Regions from separate parts of the Mus musculus genome. Here region 2 is linked to region 1. A link is a contact called in public Hi-C data. All regions are on one chromosome and are shown on one strand. The core of a region is the stretch at or near the end of the contact, and the rest is flanking DNA. Distances in the headings are between cores, read along the strand shown.

Evidence for each region. A called contact is a pair of places that touch in the nucleus more often than the background predicts.
Region 2: a Hi-C map of CD8 T cells shows a contact between it and region 1, with 2.0 times the contacts expected there. The contact joins two enhancer-like sites. A contact is called at or near these places in 1 of 484 Hi-C or Micro-C datasets (CD8 T cells), 2 of 115 datasets of contacts at active chromatin or transcription factors (fibro-adipogenic progenitors and regulatory T cells) and 4 of 9 other capture datasets (adipose tissue, embryonic trunk, liver and 1 more).

What each region holds. Positions count from the first base shown.
Region 1 is chr2:60,771,876-60,778,210 of GRCm38.p6, reverse strand. All of the region lies in intron 6 of Rbms1 (RNA binding motif, single stranded interacting protein 1), which reads left to right. Among named protein-coding and RNA genes, the nearest start is that of Gm33436, 82 kb to the right of the region's middle. Within about 2 kb of position 3,505, at least 53 of the 459 cell types and tissues checked have an H3K27ac peak or open chromatin away from gene starts, as enhancers often do. A contact at or near this core is called in CD8 T cells, where this site is marked.
Region 2 is chr2:60,898,224-60,904,558 of GRCm38.p6, reverse strand. It overlaps a transcript of Rbms1 not described here. Among named protein-coding and RNA genes, the nearest start is that of Rbms1, 20 kb to the right of the region's middle. Within about 2 kb of position 2,963, at least 160 of the 459 cell types and tissues checked have an H3K27ac peak or open chromatin away from gene starts, as enhancers often do. A contact at or near this core is called in CD8 T cells, where this site is marked.

The DNA of each region.
Region 1 (6,335 bases), core at 2,256-4,755:
TTACCCTTATAGAGAGCAACCAAAAATAGGTTTATTTTCGCTCAGTATTCCGGGTTATACTCTGTCACTATGGGAAAGTGGAGGTGGCAAGAAATTGCATCATATCCACAGTCACGAATGGGGAGAGGATGGATAGATTCATGCCCACTTGGTTGTGCTTGGCTTCATTTCCCTCTTCTATCATTTTGAACCCCTTGTCTAGTGAATGGTGCCACCCACAGTGGACGTGGCTCTTCCACATCAGTTAATGTTAGACAGAGTACCCCAGATACGCCCATAGTCACTGAACTTTGTCCCAGGAGATCGTAGGTTGTGTCAAGTTAACAAAACTTATTACAATTAAAAACAAAAAGTTGTGACTATAGCTATAATAAGATTTTCAATTACAGAATTTAGTGAGTAGGAGTGTAAAATACTTTATGCCAAGATATTTTCCAGAAGATGATATCCATTTGTGTTTGAAATCATCTTGGTCTTTAGTGATCTTTAGTGAAGTTCCCCCTCTGCCGTTTCGTGAACTGCTTTGGAAGGGGCAGTCTTAACTTTCCATCACTCCTCAGTTCTCCCCAGTGTGGGATCTTCTACCATGTAGCTTAAATTTGGGCAAGCATTCCTGTTTGCTAGGGCAACTGTAACAAAATAGCACAAATGGTAGATTAGTGACTCAAAATCCTTGGGGACTAGATGGCCAAGCTGGAGGAATACAAGGTTAGTTCCTTCTGAGCACTGGGAGGGAAGGGTCTGTACTGGGCATCTCCTTGGCTTGCAGTTGGCCATCCTCGTCCTATGTCTTTTCACTTCACCTTCCCACCATGTCCTTTCATTTATAAGAGTGGTAACCTTGGTGGAATGGCCCAACCTAGTGGTGTCTTCTTTACTTTGAACCTTAAGTTCCTGTCTCTGATGGGTCACGCCATGGGGTGCTGGGAGTAAGGGCTCTAGCATGTCTTTCTGAGGAGGGAGAGGAGGAGAGAAAGGAGGAGGGAGACATAGTTCACGTGCTCATGACTGACATGTTCTGCTCCATATCATCCTTGACTCAGTCACTCCCTCTGCTCCCACGAGTTTGCTGTTTCTGCATCACGTTTCTGACTGACCTTTGTGATAGATTTTACACAGTCTTGAACTCCAGATCCCTTTATAACCTCAGTCATTCATCTCTTCCTAGCTTTCTATTGCGTATCAGTCTCCATAGGTCCACTGTCTTCCAAGACGGGACTCCTTCCCCTCATTGTTAATATTCTTGCCTTCTTTACCTCAGTAGAATCAGACACCCAAGTCAGAAACCAAGCACTGGACTGCTCTGTCCTTTTCTCTCCCATTCAGATAATCACTCAAGTCCCTGATTTCTCTTGCTAAGTATGTCTGCCCCATCCCTTCATGCCTACTGTTACTGCCCAGTGTGCCTTTTGTCTCTCATTAAAGCAGCCTGCCATTGGCTTGTCCTGTCTGGCCTGACATCCCTCACTTCCTAAATAGCCAGAGGACTTCAGATAAAATGTGCGGTTCTGTTCACTCTAAAAGACCAGGGGTTCCCAGAATGACACTTGCCCCTCAATGTTGTCCTCCATTTCTACCTTTTGGCCTGTGTCCTCAGTAATGAGTCACAAGTAGAATGCCTAATATATGTCATTTTACCTGTGTTCTCTCTCATGGCTCCTATACCTTGATCTTGTGGCTTCCCATTAAAACAGAAGTGCTCTCCTACCTTCCTGGACTGTCGAGAGTCTGTCTTCTCCCTGTGGGACCTACTCTGACCCAGCTGGGTTACATTCTGCTTGGGGAATCCCCCAAAGGGGTCACACAGCCATCATAACAATGATGATGTACATGCATGTCAGTCTCACTGTTCGGGGGGGCTCCTAGAAACACTTTTCTTGTCTCTTTATGTTCACGCCTTGCAGTGGTTGAGCTATACTAAGCAACAACCAGTGTTCATTAGCTTTGAATAAATTTTGTTTCATCATAGCACCAAGGCAACACTGGCACCTTACAGGGTAGAATGTGGGAAAGACTGGCATGCCTTCTGGTTTGCAGTGAGTCCCCTGCATGCTCTGGGCCAGCAGGTGATGTCTCAGAATTAAGACACCACCTCACCTTGCTTGAAAGAGAGGCACTGATGCTGTTAGAGTAGAAGAAGAGAGGGGCTCCTGCTGCCTGCTGCTGTGTTACATCCTTCCCCCAATGTACTGGCAGACTTCTTGCTCGGCAGGCCTAAGACCCGCTTTCTGCTACTGGGTCTGGAGTTGGCAAGCCTGTGCCAGCCACCAAGTCTGACTCCTTACAGCATCATTGTCTGCCTCTGCATGCCCATACCCTGCAGATCTACTCATGCTTGTGTAGAAGTCTGGAGATGGGTCCTTTCATGGTGTCCTCCAGCCCTCTGCTCACTAGTATCTTCAGTAACTCAGCTGCATCAACAAGAATTAACTCAAACGCTCCTGTGGGGAACAGTCAGGTCCTGGAGCTCACCCGGAACCATGATGGCCCCTGTAATAAACAAACATGCAGGAACCCAGAAGAAGAGAGTATGCCATTGGCCAAACGCATCTTCACCCCCACAGTCTCTCCAGCACCTTTCATATGCAATAAAGTAAAATAAAATTAAAATTAAAAAAAAAAGGTATTGCAGTAGTAAGTAGATCCTGTGGATTGAACCTGAGGAACATAAAAGACTGGTCAGGCCCCACCTCTGAATGGCATACACCTACCCTAGCTTGTCACATAGAACACAGCCGGAAAGCACTGAAGTATGTTGATGTTAGATTGGCTCCATCCTGGAGTCCCGGGCTTAGGTGGCTGCTCTGAGGTTTTCATGGGTAATGGCGTTGGGTATTTATTCTCCCAGAGCTCCCGGGTTCCATCGTCAATAGTATGACTGATGAAGATGATTAGAAAATCATTTTACTTTTCTGTACCCAGTTCCATTTTTTTTCATAAAGGAACTCATGTGTATGTCTGTATAGAACCATGGGCCACACTTGGTCTTGTAACATTAAATCCTGACAGCACATCACTTTTACAGCTGCTACTAAAGGTGAACTGCACATAGGTACACACTTGGAACTTAAAATCTAAGACCTGCATGCACAGTGCCTTCAGAAAAACTCAGCCTGGCGGAAGAGCTTCCTTTAACTCCCTGACTTAGTTATAGTTAGCTAGTTAGCTAGTTAGCTAGTTAGTTAGTTAGTTTGTTTGTTTTTCCATCAACAACACTTAGATGAAAGGAAAACGTTTTAACCTCAAACTAGTAGACGCCTGCCCTGTGAGTTTAGCTCAGTGCCAGTTTGAGTCCCCTCTCTGCATGCTCAGGACACCAGCCACACACAGCTTGTGACCTCCTTTGGTTCGTTCTTCATGCAGCAGCAAGACTGGTTGAAAAAGGGAAAGGACCCAGCACCATTGTTATAGCCCCAGATAAAATCTCCCAGCTCCTCTGTGAAGGAGACCTCAGACTTATCAGACTTATCACAGACCGACTGAACAGTTTCCTTTGTTCTTTGAAGGACTTTGTGGTTGGGTCCTTAAACTGTTTCCTTTGAGGTGGGTTTACAGACTGCTGGCCACACCCATTCAAGAAAAACCCCTGGTTTCCAAACCACGTGTGGATGATTGTAAGAGCCTGGGCAGCCCTGCAGCTGCTAGAGAAGAGTTTCTTCCATGTTGTACCAGGGGACAAATGAGTACAAGAGACATGAGTCCCATCTATATTGCAGGCCTGGCTGCAGAGGCCTTATCCGGCAGCTGAGGCTGTGTTCCCATCCAGTCCTTAATGCCACTTCATTTCTAAATTCTTTCAATTCTAATTTCTCTCATTTCTGTGCACTGATCTGGGTTCGGGACTAGGTTGCAAGTTGTGTGGGGGCAGGAGCATTGGCTTGTGACTTTTGTATGCCACCCTGTCCCTGCAGGGCTCACTGAGTGCTGTCTCTGAGCTTTTGACCTGAATGCTCATCTCAGTACTCAGAGCTGCTCGGAGGCCTGTGACGTATGAATGAGGTTGAATTGCCTCCGGGCTCAGTGTGGGATTTGGAAGCACACTCTTGTAGTAAACTCAGCCTTTCCCCCAAACAAGTCCCCAGCACATGTTGGAACCCATGAGGAATCTGAAAGTTTTCTGCTTCTCTGAACTTGGTACTTCCGTACCCATAGTGAGAGGAGCTTTGAATGCTAGCCAGTGTCTCAGGGATAGATCTCGCTTCATCTGGGGAGAGCTTGAGATTATCGATCAGATTGGGTAGAAAATAAAATGATGGGGGTGAGCAGGTTACATCGAGTGTGCCTTCCTGAATGGTTAACTACCATGGGCTCCTTGCTAGGTAGACATAACATCTTATAGACACAGCCAGAGGATGGCCTATTTGACGATGCCTTGTTTAGCTAGCATAAGCAGAATTACCCAGTATGGTTCCTGTCAGAGTACTTGGATTCTTGCACAGTTGGCAGTTTGCCTATGACACTGGAGCCAAGTTCAGAAAAGAAAGGCACTTTAGCCAGGCTCACATCCCAATACAGCTTTTGCCCTGGTGTGCTAGAGTCCTCAAAGGATCTGCTGGTGTTGGGTCATTGACGGAACCTGTTAGCATCCAAGTCACAACCATTAAAAAGGAAAACGAAAAGAAATGTGGTAAAGCCCCCAAAGATAAGTTTTAGAAATAAAAGGAACAGTGTAGTCTTCTTAGCTGTAACTCATGTATACTAGCTTCTAGAAGGCTAAAGGGCGGAGGTCCAAATGGGCATGGTGGTGCATGCCTTGGAGGTAGAAGCAGGTGGATCTCTGTGAGTTCAAGACCACTCAAGCCTACACAGTAAGTTTTAGGCCCTGTCTCTAAAAAAGGAAAAAAGTCATGTTTGATTACTTAGCTCTGTTACCCATCATCCTGCCAGCCTATGTTTTTATATTAAGGTGACATCAGGATTCCCCATACTAGCTATGCCCACCGTAGCTGGGGCTGTGACATAGAACAGAACATGTTCATAGCTCTGCAAAAAATCTGAGACATCACATTATAACTGATATAGGAGCATTATGATTAAATACTGTCTTCAATTTTATAAATATTTTTAACATACAGTTTTCTGTCTACTGTTACCATATCTTAAGGAGGCATCGTGTTTTCTTCTATAGCATCTTTAAATTGCTTATAAGTCCTTTTCTTCCATCCTTCCCCATCCATTGTCCCTTGAAAATGCTGGGGTACTGTCTTTGGTTTTGAATGCTTGAAGGTTTAAACTAGGTCAGATTTGCCTGGAAAGCCCCAGGATAAAAGAACTGTGGTGAATTCCATAGATTTTTTTTTTCACTGCTTAATACTGATTGATAAAAATCCCGTTATGGAAAAAGACTGTAATAGTGGCTCTCTACCTAAGGGAGTGTTGGAAACAGGCTGGGAAATTTCAGTTTGGTTGTGTAGAGCTGATGACCAAAGTAGGAACTGTGCTGCAGGCACAAACACTGGTCATGATCAGAATTGGGGAATTTGTCTCAAAATGTTCTTCTTGTGCTATCTTCCCAAGAGTAGACATGTTGTCCAGGAAGAATATTCTTAATGGCATTTGCTGGAAAACCCCTGGAGCTGTGAATGCCCCTGCCACCTTCCTGCCACCCAACACCTTACACTCCTCCCCAAGGATGGCAGTGTGCCTGCTACTTCAGGACACAACAGGTCCACCCATCGTTCTGGACCTCTGCAGTACTTTGAATAAGTCCATGTGTACAAAGGAAGAGTGGGGGTTGCTCATGCATGTACAGCCACCATAGTTTACATTGTGTTGGCTGGCATCACCTGGTCGTGTCTCACACAGCAGGTTCATGTTGGGTTGGAGTTAACTGTGGGTTGACTGCATTGGGTGCAGCAAGTGGCCAGCCTATCCATCTGCGGCTGTGTCCGCCGACTCATCAGCTTGAATCTGTATCCAGCAAGACTTAAAGCCCATCTTTACCAGCACTTCATAGCTCTGCACAAAGTTATACACCAGGGCATTGTCTAATACCAGGAAACAAAAGGGGTAAATATGAGTGAACTTTTCAAAGGGTTTTATTGCCTATTTAGGCATGTATTTTTTTTTTAGATGTACTTTGTGTAAACAGAACATTTTCACACCTCTGGGACAAAATAGACCAAGTCCTTTTTATCTACCAACTTTACATACATCAATTTAACCAACCACAGATGGAAAATATTCAGGAAAATTCCTCACATGTGCTGAACATTGTCATTAGTCCCTAAACAGTATAGTGTTACCGTTTATATGGCATTTATATCATCGTAGGAGTTAGTTAATCCAGAGCTGTATACAGGAGGGCATGTAAAGGCTCTCTGCAGACCCAGTTA
Region 2 (6,335 bases), core at 1,714-4,213, 130 kb before region 1:
AAGAATCCACAGTGGTTCTGTTGTTTGTTTTTAAATCTCCACCATGTAGAACCTGAGGTTACCCAAATAATTTCCAGAGATTTTTTTTTTTTTTTTTGCTTTTTTGCTTTGTTTGAGAGTACAGATAGACTAAAACAGTGTACTCAATCAAATGTTGGGCTGCTTCCTTCGACTACCTCTTAAGTTCAGCTCTTGTAACCAAGCGCGCATCTCTTGTGGTCTCAATTACATCCGGTGTTGTGAGCTGGTAGCATTTCCTCCATTGAGAACGCCCCATCATTTGCCAAACTACATTTCTATGAATACAGAGAGAAGAAACCTCATGGCACTAAAGAGTGACATTTAAGAAAAAACTGAGCTTAAGTAGAACTTTAATTTTGAAAACAAACAACCCAAACCCCCAACTCATTGTATGTGTTGTAAACAGCTTGGTGAGATGATTATTCAAATATATAGGTGACAAAGGCACATGCTGCCTGCCTCAGAAGAACCCTGCTTGTTTTTTCTCGAATATATATATATCCATATATATATATATATATATATATATATATATATATCATTCATATATATATATATATATCCATTTGTCTAACAGAGACCAGAGATTCCGTCCCTACACTAGTTGTACAGACTTGAAATAATGGAAGTTAATTTGCATTTCTTAAAATGGTCTTCTCATAGACATGTTTCTTGGAACAGTATTCTGTGCACACAGCTGCAGTCAATTGAGTAAAAGTTACTCCCAGACAAGAATGAAATTCAACTTAACGGTTTGAACTTGCCGGGAACACAGCCCTGTAGCGTAAGCAAACCACAGGATTGGGAAACTGGACGCAGGTGCCCTGCTGGGGAGATTTCTTGTAAACAGCACCCAATGGGAACCGTCAAGCAGGGTCAGTGTTTCTAACCAAATGATTTCCTGTTCTAGAACAGTGTTCACTCTTGCATGTGGCGATCTTATTTTGAAGGGTTTCCCCTCTCTGATCATTTTTAGATTGCGTTCTAAAGATAACAATTCCCTTTTGGAATTGTATTCATAAAGACTAGTTATCACAATGTGTGTGCATAATCATTAGACAGACACACATGTCATGTTTATGGCTAAGCTCCCTAAAACTTAAAAAAACTTTGTTATTCTTCATTCTCAGGCAATTTTATTACCTTTCAGTTTTAGTCTTCCACTCGTTCCTTTATTTCGGAATGAGTACAAGTTTTCTCTGTGTAGCCCTGACTGTCCTGGAACTCACTATGTAGACCAGGCTAGCCTAGAACTCAAGAGAGCCTCCTGTCTCTGCCTCCCAGGTTCTATGCCCACACCACCCCGTCATCTTAGATATTTAAATAGGTTTTTCAAAGATCTGTTGGGGAGGCATTGCTGACTTCTGTTTTGCTACATAATGTACTTCTTTGGTTTCAGAAGGGAATGTTGCCGTGCTGTAACTTGTACCCTGCCTTAGTGTTTTAAGGTCCTCAGTGAGAAAAATGTAACAAGATGCCTGGCTTCTCTGCACATCACTTTTGTCGTCTAAACATCTAGTGTGCACTTTTAAGTTAGAGGTTATCAGTCTGGAATAAAGTCTTACCACATTAAGCCAGAATTAACAAACATACATTCCAGCCTTCTCCATTTGCAGGAAGCAAAACTATTTCCGGCCTTACTTTGCTGACAAAGAAGCCAGACTTTTTTTTTTTTTTTTTTTTTTTTTTTTTTTTTTTAATTCCTCGACGGGACTGGTAAATGGCCTTGAAGACCTTTGTTTATAATTTTTCTTTTTCTTTTTTTTTTTTTCCTCCTGAGGAACTGCCCTCCCTCCAGCAGTGAGATGCTAATTAAAGAGAGGCTGCTGACCTGAAGTGGGTTTAGAAGTCACTGAAGTCACCAAGAATGAGGTGGCAACAAGAGCTGGACAGGAAGGGCCCATTCCCAAAATAGAACACAGTTCTTAAAACTCTCTCATCACAGATCTGCTGGCTTCTAGTAGCTAGAAAAATGTGTCCTTTGGCATAAAACATGTAGGCTTCCAATCAAAGGAGCCAGGGGTTCATACTCTGTGAGAATTTGCCACAACTGACACTAAGTTGTAGCTACGAAATTATAATCTGTTTTAAAGGTATTGGTATTATGTAAACATTAAATGTGTGTTTTAAAATTGAGGAAGGATAATTAATTTGTATATGTTTGTACATGTGTGTGTGTGTCGAGGGAGCTCTTTCTAGTTATTCCTGTTCAAGAATATGGAGCAGCTCACAGTACAAATGGAAGGCTTTTTACTATCTCTACAATCTTTCATTGGAATAAAATTAATGTCACTGATGTAGGGGAAAGGACTACAATGTCTTTACTAATAACTGTTTAGAAAGGAAAAAAAACAGATAAGCAGGCAGGACTGACTGATTACAGTTCTCTCCTTTTAAAATGGTTTGAGATTGGCAAGTCCTGAGCTATAAGGCTGAAGAAGTGCTCGTTAGTAGACCGTGTGCCTGTTGAACACGAAGCCTGAGCCTGAGCCCAGAACTGCAACATTTAATTCATTGAAATGAATTAATCTGCAAGAATCTGATCCTCCCAAAACTCTGTTAGTATTTGTTAAGCAGGCCACTTTGTGAGAGAGACTCATTCCTGTTTATCTTAAGTAGTGGGGTGAGGCTGTACTGACGTCATATAAGGGGATCACCCCGAGTTAGGAAACAGAGCTTAGGCATGCTGCCTCCCTGCACCTCAGGACTGACCAGTGAGCACGGAGCCTGTGGATACCCGCCAAGCCGGGTAACCTCCTTTGGTTCGGGCATAGTTTTAAAGGCAAGAGTTCTAAAATGTCCCCTTGAGCGCCGACCATTCCTATCTTCCAGCTGCTCTTGGCTTTGTGAGTTTCAGAGGCTGGCTCCCTTGCTTCCTGGTATCCACAGCTTGTCTTTCTTCCGGAGTCTATGTTGAAATCCTGTGAGTCACCATGTGTCACTGCTTCTTCTAGCATCAGCTTACTCCTGCCTCCTCGACCGACCGCAGAAGGCTCCTCCTTCCTGCTCGGTGTCCGGTGCCTCGACCATACTCACTCACCGACATTGGTTGAATGAATTGACGAACAACCAGTTAAGGGATGTAAAAATATTTTTAGAGTCTCTTTTATTTAAAAAAAATGCTAATAAAGTATAAAACAACAACAAAAGCAACGGGACAGGAAATAGATGTTTTGAAATTTTTTAAGAGAGCTACTCATCCCTTTAGGTGAAAGAGAATTCCCTATGGGAGCTGAGGCGAAGGCTTATTGGGGAAAGTGATTGCCTTGCAGGCTTGAGATACTAGGCTCTCCCATTCAAAATAGTACTGCTCTGAAGCCCTTCCACTGCACGCTGACCCAGTTAAGCAGCTGGACCTCCAGGCATGTATGATCTTAACTTTACACGCCAAGTAGAGCAGTCATCTTCTCGATTTGTAGTCCAGTCAAGAGGCAAAATTAAAGTTTCTAATACGATTTGAAGAGTACTTTTACTAAGAGATTAATAATTTCTAAAGAAAACAGAAATTTCAAATTACTTTAAGGTAAACATCCTGTGTATATTTATCGTTGCCGGGAATTGAACTTAGGTCCTTACACGTACAAGGCAAATGCTCCACTACTGAGCTATATTTCCAGTTGCAAACATCATCTTCATATTTGCCTTTAAAATCCCTTTTTTCCCGGTTACTGCCCACCTTTGCCCTTTTAGTTGCTCAGGAAGTTAAAAATAAATAAATAAACACCAGGAAAGAGTCCTTCATTATTCATTCCTTTGCATTCTTTTTACTTTTTAAAATGTGCACAGCGGCTCTGAAATTCATTACGCAAAATCAGTTTTAGTTTTTGCTGCATGTCTAGTCACTTGTGGGTGAGTAGACAGGTGATATAATTACATCCAAGCGTGTGATTTTTTTTTTCTTTTTACTTAAAAGTTTTCAACCAGAAGTTGTGTTGACATTCAGTTTGAAATTCAGTTACTTGGCTCTTAGCTCATGGAGATCCAACAGTTGCCCATTAATGGCGCTTTCATTGCCCTGCACTTTGGAAGCCCTAAGCATTCCCAAATGCACTTAGGAGCATTTCCACTCATTAGAGAACCAGTGTTTCTCAGAGCTGTGGCTGAAGGCTTCCTGTGTGAAAACCAAACAAAATGGGCAATAAGAGTGCCATGTGAGTAGAGGAAAATTTTGTTCTTAATATTATAAAATTACAATTTTTTTCCTTCGCCTCTTACATCAATGTAAGAGATCACTTCTGATTCCAGAGTTACAGTAGTATAAAATATAAGTGGATATATCAAGGGGAGGCAGATGATAGATGATAGAGGTAGATAGAGAGATGATAGATAGATAGATAGATAGATAGATAGATAGATAGATAGATAGATGATAGAGAGATAGATAGATAGGATAGTAGATTAGATGGAAAGATAGATAATAGATAGTAGGTAGTAGATGATAGATAAGGTGGTAGATTAGATGGATAATAGATGATAGATAAGATGATAGATTAAATAGATGATAGATTAGATAGAGGTAGACAAATAGATGGGCAGATAGGTGATAGAAATGGATACATATATATAGATAGATGATATATAGAGATAGATGGATGGTAGATAGATAGATGATAGAGAGAGATATAGATAGATGATATATAGATGATAGAGAGATAGAGCTAGCTAGCTAGATGGATGGTAGATAGATAGATCCATAGATACATAGGTAGATACACAGATACATAGATAGATTATGATGTGGAGACACAAAAACTCAAGAGAGTTTGACCATGACCAGTGAATTTGGCTTCCAATCAAAAAGCTAACCTTAGAACCATATAGATAGACTTCTTTGAACCAGTGGAGATCATTATGATTTCTGTGGACAAGATCATATCTTTTAAAAATATGGAATAGGGACGAGAGGGGACAAAAGAGGACAACCAAAAGATGACAACTTGGAATTCCAGGAAGCAGGTGGATGACATGGATACAGAGCTCAGTAATGTTGTATGGGCAGAAAGAAGGCGCTAGGGAGAGGGTGGGACAGTGGTCTGTAACCAGAGTGTGAGCTGTCTGTGTACAAGCTTCTCTTGCTGCGTGGTCATTCAGGAAGTCTGGCTGGGAAAGAAAAACAGCTTAAGTAACAAGGAAGGCCTCCATTCCTGTTCTTAGGGTAGAGAAAGCTTGAGCAAGTAAAGATCCCAGAAAAACAAAAAAAAACAAAAACAAAGCACTGCATCTTCTTTCCTAAAAGGAAGACATGTTAATAAATTTATTTGTGCATATGTGAATGCTTATGTGAATATGGGTGTGTGCGTATGCTTGTGGCAGTCAGAGGACAATTTTGTTGACATTCTAAGGAAGCCTTCTTTGTGAAAGGGTTTCTTATTGTCCTGGAACCTCCCAGTTAGGTTGGCTGGGCTGGCCAGCAAGCCTCAGGGATCCTCCAGGCTCTTCCCCCCAAGCACTGGTGTTATGAGTATGTGTCACCATGCCTGACATTTTGACATGGCGTCTGAGGATGCCTTCATGTTTGTGAAGCAGGTGCTTTCTCACCTGAGCTATTTCTTCAATCCTGGAAAAAAAAATCATTAATGAAAATAAGATGAAAGCAAACAGACAAAACAGCACTTGAGGAGGAGGGGTCTGGATGATGGTAGGACAAGGGATACAAGCCAAGCTCGTATATCTCCTAAAGAGCTAGGGGGATTCTGAAATGACTGGCACAGAGAGCAATGCCAAGAAGATATGGAAAAATACAGAGATGTATTTGAAAAGGAACTGAAGACTTTTCCTGTAATTCATTTCAGGTGATATCTCAATATTTGGCAGTGAAGGGGGAGCTGAAGGTTTGAATTTTAATTCACAGAGGGATGGGCCCAAGAACATTTGGAGATGAGTAAAATGGATATTTCACAGCATCGAGGGTGTATCTAAAATCAGGAAAAGGTTGAGTGAAATTTTAAGTGTGCATCACTACAATTTGCATGAGAGGTTCTTGGCAATCCAGGAAGAGAAGTAGAAAGCTTTTGTCAAAAATATTCCTTCAGAGGGTGGGTGGAAGAGCCTCGTGGACCACTGAGTTTGACCAGGGCCACCTATGTGCCTATGCGTTTAGAACTGTCCACTGGAGCCCGGGAGACTCCCAGTGGATATCCAATGGTGACAGTGAGCTCCTCCAGAGAGCTGTCAGTGACTGATAGGTCAGCAGGGAGAGGAAAGGTCTGAGATTTCTTCCCCAACTATGGCTGACTGTTAGTATGCACAGTGTTGCGCAGGCCCAGCCCAGTAGTCATCTGCAGGTGCTCTGGGATTGCAATGGCTATACCATG